2 separate regions of the Oryctolagus cuniculus genome follow, and region 2 is linked to region 1. A link is a contact called in public Micro-C data. All regions are on one chromosome and are shown on one strand. Each heading gives the region's core, a stretch centred on a gene start, on an enhancer-like site or on the middle of the called end of the contact. The rest is flanking DNA. Distances are from core to core; before and after follow the strand shown. Region 1 holds the start of SSBP3 (single stranded DNA binding protein 3). Region 2 holds the start of TMEM59 (transmembrane protein 59).

What was found. A called contact is a pair of places that touch in the nucleus more often than the background predicts.
Region 2: a Micro-C map of ear pinna shows a contact between it and region 1, with 3 times the contacts expected there. The contact joins the promoter of TMEM59 here to the promoter of SSBP3 in region 1. A contact is called at or near these places in 2 of 6 Hi-C or Micro-C datasets (ear pinna and skin fibroblasts).

The regions. Positions count from the first base shown.
Region 1 is chr7:118,630,685-118,634,771 of mOryCun1.1, forward strand. SSBP3 (single stranded DNA binding protein 3) reads left to right here and starts at 1,954. Exons shown (of 16, transcript XM_017346276.3): 1 at 1,954-2,142; 2 at 3,003-3,075; 3 at 3,284-3,345. The coding sequence starts at 2,087.
Region 2 is chr7:118,946,044-118,949,543 of mOryCun1.1, forward strand. TMEM59 (transmembrane protein 59) reads left to right here and starts at 1,646. Exons shown (of 8, transcript XM_008265217.4): 1 at 1,646-2,029. The coding sequence starts at 1,646. It overlaps TCEANC2 (transcription elongation factor A N-terminal and central domain containing 2), which reads right to left and starts at 2,424. Exons shown (of 6, transcript XR_011390696.1): 1 at 2,198-2,424; 2 at 654-797.

The sequences.
Region 1 (4,087 bases), core at 704-3,203:
TGGGTCCCCTGGAGAGCAGAGTGAGCCCAGACGGTTGGTTGGTCGCAGGGCCTGGCTGTGTTCTAATTCAGGGAGGCTGTTACACGGAGGAGAGCATTATTCCAAAACTGCAGCCAGTCTCCTTCCTGAACCTATGCAGATCCGTTTGCTGCCGGGAATTTCTTTTAAAAGCCCCTTTTCTCTCTACTACAGAGCAAAATAAGCAAACTTTAATGGTAGGGAATTATTGTTTATTTTGTTGAAATCTAGTTCTGAGTTTTCCTACTTGAAACGTGTTTTCCCCAGGACACTGACCTATCCTTTAATTGTTTGGTGCGAGGCATGTTAGGGGGAGGGGCGTTACTTGTTTATTGGAACAGCGCAGTTAAAAAAAAAAAAATCAACCTAGGCTAACAGTTTCAAGGCTCCCCTAAAGATGTATCCAAACAGGCAGCCAATCAGCGCTTACACAGCTTTTTCTGCTTGACTCTTTTAAAGAGACAGTGCCGACAGTGTTTTATCACATTTAAAGAGAACCGCGCTCTAAAAACAGTCTGAAAATGGGGGAGCCTTCCCTTATTCCGCTGGTTTCAGGTTTTGAGAGTCTCCAATGAGAGGCACACAGCGTGTTTTCAGCGTGGACAGGAACAGAGTCAGCAGCAAATAGCTGGGTCACTCTACCAGCACCCCCCCTCAAATTTCCCATTGTACACCTGGGTCACTGACAATGGAAGCCTCCCTTCCCCCCACGCCTGGCTCTCGGCCCCCCGACTCCCCAATTTAGTTCCATTTATCTGAAGTTTGCGGGTACCTATGGCGCGCATTTCGCGTTGTGGGGTGCCCAGGTGACGCCCCCCGCCACCCCCGAATGGCCCCCTTTTTCCCGTGGAGAATCCGAGGGGCTAACTTGCCAGGGTTGGCAAGCCTTGGAAATTTGGGGGAGGAACCACTCTTCCCCCCCTCTGAGCCTAAGTCCCCAATCCCCTCCCTCCGGCTCCCCGAAGCTCGCCGAGGGCCATTTTCGCGCGGCTCCACTTTGGGGTTTTCCAAAGTATTTTAATGATCTAGTAAAGGAGCAGCCGCGCGCCTCGGCGCCGGCTCCAGCAGCTCAGCTCTCAGCGTGCAGCCCCGCGCCCCGCGCTCGGAAGCCAGACTGGGCGAGAGGGAGGACCGGGGGCGGGGCGGGCGGGGGCCGGGCCGGAGTCTGGGGAGGGGGTCGGGGTCGGAGCCCAGGCGGCGGGCAGCCGAGGGGGAGGACGAGATAAGGGCTGGGCTGGCGCGGGCCGCGGCGGGGGAGGAGAGGGGCAGATAAGGCAGGGGGACGTGGCGGGAGGGAGCGAGCCGCGCGCGGCTTGGGGGTCTGCGCCCCCTCCCCTCGGACGCCTCCGCAGCGCCCCCTGCCCCTCCACCCTCAGCGGTCCACGCCGCGGGAGTGCTGGTCGGGTCCCCGTCTTCTTGGGGGCCTGGAGCTCTCCCATCCCGATTCGGGTCGCCACCCCTCCCCAATCCGCAGTGAAGAGGGGCTCGCGCCCGCGGCCACCCCCCGGTCCACCCGCAGGAGCAGGGCAGCGGGGACTGCCGCGGCCGGGCGCTGACAGGGGCGTCCCTGCCGGGCCCGCCCCCGCGCGCGCCGATTGGCCGGGGCGGCCATCAATCGCGGACGTTGACGCCCGCCTCGCTCGCTCGCCCGGGTAGCCACGTTCGGTTGAGCTCCAAGTAGACCAGCGGCAGCGGCGGCGGCAGCAGCGGTGCCGGAGGCGCAGAGGGCGGCGCAGGCGGAGCCGGGCGGGCGCGCGAGCGAGCGAGCGGGCGAGCGAGCGGGCAGCCGTGCGGGCGGCGGCGGCGGCGGCGGCGGCGGCACCCGAGGCCGAGCCGGCGCGGGAGGAGTTCCAGGGCGATGGGGCCGCGGCCGGGGCTGACGCTTTGACAGCTGGAAAGAGCGCGGAGCCAGCGCCTGGGGGGGAGGGAGGGGAGCGCGGCGAGGAGAGCGCGAGCGAGTGAGCGAGCGCCGGGGAGGGGGCCGGGAGCGTGGGGCAGCTCGGGAGCGCCGGAGCGGTAGCGGCGGCGGCGGCGGCGGCGGGGCTCGGCGCCCTCTTCTCTGCAAACCATGTTTGCCAAAGGCAAAGGCTCGGCGGTGCCCTCGGACGGGCAGGCTCGGGAAAAGTAAGCCTATTTTGCAAGTGGCGGCTGTGCCGCCGCCGGGCTGAGGGCGGGCGGGCGTGCGGGCGGTACGAGGCAGGTGGGCGGGCGGGGGCCGGGCTGCTGCGCCCTCCGGCCCCGGGCCCCGGGCCCCGCGCCTCCTGCCTGGCCCCTTCCCCGAGGCCGCGGCGGGGCGGAGTGGGAGCGCCCATTGTTGGGAGCCGGCGGAGGCTGGGGCGGCGGGGGAGCCGCCGGGGAGGGGGCACTTGGTGGCCGCGTGGAGGGGTGGGCGAGGTCCCGCGCGAGAGCCCGGGCGCCCGCCGCGGCGGCCGCACTTTGCCCACCCGGCGCGGGCAGGGGGGCGCGTGGCTTCTGCAGCCCCACTGGCTCCTTTTGTCCGCCCGCGGCGTGAGGAGTGCGTGCCGGGGGCTTTGTTCGGCCGGGAGCGCTCTTCCCTTTCCCTGTCCTTGGCCTCGGCGCCGGGCTGGGCAGGGACGGCGGCGCCGGCTTGGCCCCAGGCTCGGGGGACAGTTGTTTGGGGGCGGTGGCGAGGGTGGCGCTTTGCTGCCCTCTCCAGAGCGCGCCGAGTCTCCGTGGACCCCCGAAGCTTGGGTAGCGCGGCGGCCGTGGGGTCGGGTGGCTCGCGACTTTGAGAGACCCAGGTGGGTCTGGCCCTCACACCTCTTGGAAGTTCAGGTTGGGGGCTGCTTGGCGGCTCCACGACTGGAGTGGACGCGTCCCTGGGTAGCCACCGCGAGCCGTGGGCACCCTGCAGCCCGGCCTGCGGTCGGGGCCCACAATGGGACGGGGCTGGCGGGGCTGGGAGCCAGCGCCCGGTGTGGTCTGACGCCTTCCGTCTCTCTCTGCCTCTGCCGGCTCTGCAGGTTAGCTTTATACGTCTACGAGTATTTGCTGCACGTCGGAGCACAGAAGTCTGCACAGACCTTCTTATCGGAGGTGAGTGGGGCTCCCCCCCCAGCGCCCAATTTCCTGACACCCCCCCTCCCCACTCTCCTGGAGCCTTTGTTTTCGGGAGCTGCCACTGTGGCCACCATTTTGAATTTTTATCACCTTTTGGCATTTATTGTTAGTTGGTCTTCACAGCCTTTTGGCCCGGCCCCATGCTCTTGGCTTCTCTAAGCTGCCTCTGCTCTCTGCTTTGCAGATTCGATGGGAAAAAAACATCACTTTGGGAGAACCGCCGGGGTTTTTGCACTCGTGGTGGTGGTAAGTTTGTGTGATAGTTGTGTGAGTGTGTGTGTTTTGTTCTGAGCCATGAGTCCAAGGGAACAAAGAGGGGAGGCCCCTCTGCTCCTTGCCCCCCCCCCCCTGCTTTGCCCGGAGCTAGGCAGCACTGGACCCTCAGACCAGGGCTGCTAAGCAGAATGGGCAGAAGCGGCTGCTGCCTAAAGTTCTTTCTTTCTCTTTCCCATCTCGTTGAGAACCCGCAGAACCTGTGAGGCGTCTGCCTGGGATGCCTTGCTTTTCCATCGCACTCTGAAAAGTTCTGGGAGGACTTTTGTCAATTGTGCATGTTGCTTTAATTAGAGGGGTGGGGGCGGGGCTCAGGGGAGGGGGTACTGGGTTTGTTCTGCAACCGGCCTGTCCCTTTTTCTCCTGTGAGCTCAAAACCTTAGAAGGCTTCCTGGAGCCTTTTCCAGGCAGCCTGAGAAAAATCCAACAAGTACTGCAGGCTGCGTTACAGATTCTGATTCGGACTCCCTGGACCTTCCTGTCCTCCCCGCCAAGCATCCCTGAAACCACAGAGCTGAGAACCTTAGCGGGCCCAGAGCCCGCGGTGCAGAGTGCCTGCAGTTTGTGGTTGGGGCCCCCTGTCCAAGTGTTGGGGCCGGTGTGGGTCTGGTCTCAGTGCTGGGTTTGTGGCAGGCTGGGGCGGGGGGCTCTGAGTCGTGGGGAGGGTTTGTCACGCGTGTGTCACTGGGTGATTGGTGGGACATATCGCCGAGGT
Region 2 (3,500 bases), core at 396-2,895, 320 kb after region 1:
AGCAATACACAGCTCTGGGGACATAAACATTCAGAATCTAATGGAAAAAGAGGAACCAATAAAGGAAATTGAAAAGAAAAAGTCAGAAATGTAGGCAGAGAGGTTCAAGATGACATAATGAACTAATGATAAGCTCTGCTTGTTTTAAAAATAATGACCACTTATCAGTACCTACCTTCATTGACTTATTGAATGTATTCTTTGTTTCTTCCTTGCTAACACAAATCAGAATTGAATTTGAGGTAGGCAAGGATCCATTAAGTCTCTTTCCCAGTCTCAGCTGTGGCTGTGGAGGCCATGTGATCCATCCTCACCAGTAAGATGAGTGTGGTTGGGCACCCCCTCTCACGCCTGACTGAGCTTCTATAGGGCATAGAGAATCCTATTTGGTAGGTACTCTAACATTCCTAACAGAAAAGAGAATTTTTCAAAATAACTAAGGGAGCTTGTCCTACCAGCTGGCGAGCATAGCATCAAGTCCAGCAATTAGAAGAGCCTTAAGAGGCACAGGAAGTGATACCCGGAAGTCTGTATGGGGTTGGAGGGAAACTACAGAGCGGGCTGGTACACTCTGGGGAGTGGTTACAGCTTGAAACAGTCCATAAGAGAACCCCTCGAAGCCTCCCTGCTACACAGTCCCACACCCCTCTCACCTTCAGAGATTCAATCGTGGCCTGCCTGTAAGTCTTCCTTCCAGCATCTTTCTTCCGAGGGCTACTCTGGACTCTGGGCGTTCGAATGACGAATTTATCCATGGCCAGGGGACTTCCACTACCTTCACGTGCTTGCAGCGTGTTCTGCGAGAGAGAGAGAGAGAGAGAGAGAGATGCTAAAGCTTCCCCGAGACTGCTGGGATGTGTGTTCCCCAGAGCGACACGGCTGGGGTCTTGGGGAGCACTTCTGGATTACGGGAGCCCTTGGGTGGGACTGCCAGGAAGGCTGCTCCTGGAAAAGCAAGCTCGTGCCGAGAAATCAACCTGGGCACAGTGATCGGTCTACTTCCTGAGCTGGGGGGGGGGGGGGGAGTTCCTGGCTTCCAGGGGTGCACACCATGGAGGGCGGTCCGACATCGCGCCGGGCGCTCAGCCTGCAGACTTCGAAACCCTCTTCCGACCAGGACTGGGCCGGTTAGGGATCCACTGGGCTCAGCGAAGCCCGCCTCACCACCGCCCATCACAGCCGCGGGCCCAAGGATTGCCTTGACAACCAGCACTAAAGACTACCGCTCCTCAGCAGGGACCATCCCCAGGAGCACCTGCCCGGCGCTCCCAGGACGCTAACCACGACGGTCACGCTCTGGACCCTCGAGCGAGACCAAACGGGCACCCGACACGGGTGTGACAGGAGACCCACCAGGGAGAACAGCCTTTGCAGCAGCAACAGCAGCAGGGCCTCCTCAGAGCGCACCCTCTGGGCCCCCAAGGCTGGGTCCGAACGCTGGAACCGAACCGATGCCCCTCGCCCCGACCACGGGTCCACAGAAGCGGCTCCCGGGACGGCGCGCTCGGGGACCCCGCCGGCTCCCGCCCCGGCATGCACTGCGAAGGGAGCGCGCGGCCGTGGTTTCCCGAGAGCGCGCGCCGCCGCCGAGAACTACCCGCCCCAGCCTGCCCCAGAAGGCGCGCCGGCCGCGCTAACACTCGCGATGGTTGTCGCCGCCTCCGCACTCCTGCCTACGAGTTCGTGGACACCGAGGGGGAGCAAGAGGCTGCGGCTCCGGCGGAGGCGGAAGCGGAAGCAGCGGGCGGCGGGGCGGGGAAGGGGGCCGGCCCCGGAAGGAGGAGGAAACCCTGAAAAGAAAACAGCAACAAGCCGAGCTGCCGTGACAGAGGGGGACAAAATGGCGGCGCCGAAGGGGACCCTCTGGGTCAGGGCCCAACGGGGGCTCCCGTCGCTGCTGCTGCTCACGATGGCCCTGGCCGGGGGCTCGGGCACCGCTTCGGCTGAGGCGTTTGACTCGGTTTTGGGCGACACGGCGTCTTGCCACCGGGCCTGTCAGTTGACCTACCCACTGCACACCTACCCCAAGGTAGGGCCGGTCCGAACCGGGCTACGACCCTTCCTGGCTCCCCCACCCCTGCGTGGGCTCTGGGACTCTGGCGGTTGAGCGCGCCCCTGTTATAACCGCTGCCTCCCGCCGGGGTGGCTTCTGCCTCCCTCCCTAAGCCTGCCTGCACCCCGTCCCTGCCGGAATCACCGGAAGTTTGTGCTGCACCAGGCTGGGGGGACACAAAGATGGGACAGACCGGGTCGCGTTCGCGTGGGAGCCCGCCGGGTCCTCGCGGGCGGGAGGCAGGCGCGTAGCCGCTGCGTTGCTGCGCCAGGCCGGGGGAGGCATTCCACGTAGCCGCCCCCGGGCTCAGCGGCGCGTCGTAGGGCTCTCCCGTTGTGCACTTGCTGTGTGCGGGAGACGCCGCGCCCGGGGGGACGCAGAAACTTGGCGCTCTGTGCGGCTGGCGGGGAACCCCTGGAGGCCGACGGGAGGCCGCCTTCCTAGGGCTTCCCAGCTCGGAGAGGGGGTGACGGGGTCGCCCCCGGCCCGGGCTGCTGCCTCTTACAATTCCACTCCCCCTCCTCCAGGCGCTCTTTCAGCTTCTTAAGAACAGTGTTTACTCAAGATTTTAAATTGCTTGGTGTCTCTCCCCACACCTTCGCCATATATAATTTGGGTGCACACACCCTACGGGTTATAAAAGCTTCTGCTGATGTTGCTGGGTTTTTTTCTTCTTGTCCCTGACACACACACACACACACACACACACTCTCTCTCTGTGGGTTATAAAAGCTTTTGCTGGTGTTCTTGGTTTTGTTTTTTTTTTCTCCTCCTCTCTCTCTCTCTCTCTCTCTCTCTCTCACACACACACACACACACACACATATACACATGCACGCTGTGGGTTATAAAAGCTTTTGCGGGTGTTGCTGGGTTTTTTCCTCCTTGTGCCTTCGTCTTCTGTAAGTTGTTTGCTTACCCATTGTGGCTGGCCTCTCTGCCCTCAAACTACAAAGTGAAGTTGAGGATGTTGCGTGGTGGCAAGTGCTTTCAGGTCCTCCAAATGAAAAGTGCTCAGTGCTGTCACTTCCCGTGCTGTACTTATTGCCAGTTTTCTCATTGCCTGAGGCTTATATCTACCTTCAAGGAAAAAGAGTGGGGGGATTATCCTAAATCATTATGTCAATCAAAATAAGAAGTTGTAACTTCCAGATTGAATATTGCCCCTTTCTTTGATAAACTTAACATCATTAAGAGGATTGTATGAGGAAACTTATTAATATTGATTTGATCTAGAATTGGGCTGAGACTTTATTTTGTATTGTTCTAACGTGTTTCCTTTTTTAAGATGTTTTTCCTAGCAAATTTGTAATATGAACCAGAATGCTGGGAGAACAACGAAATTATTTGAAAGGCTATACATTCCTGGAATCTTTTGATACTTTTTATAATATCTGTTGTTTTCTTTTTGGGAAAAAAAAGATTTATTTATTTGAGAGGCAGAGTT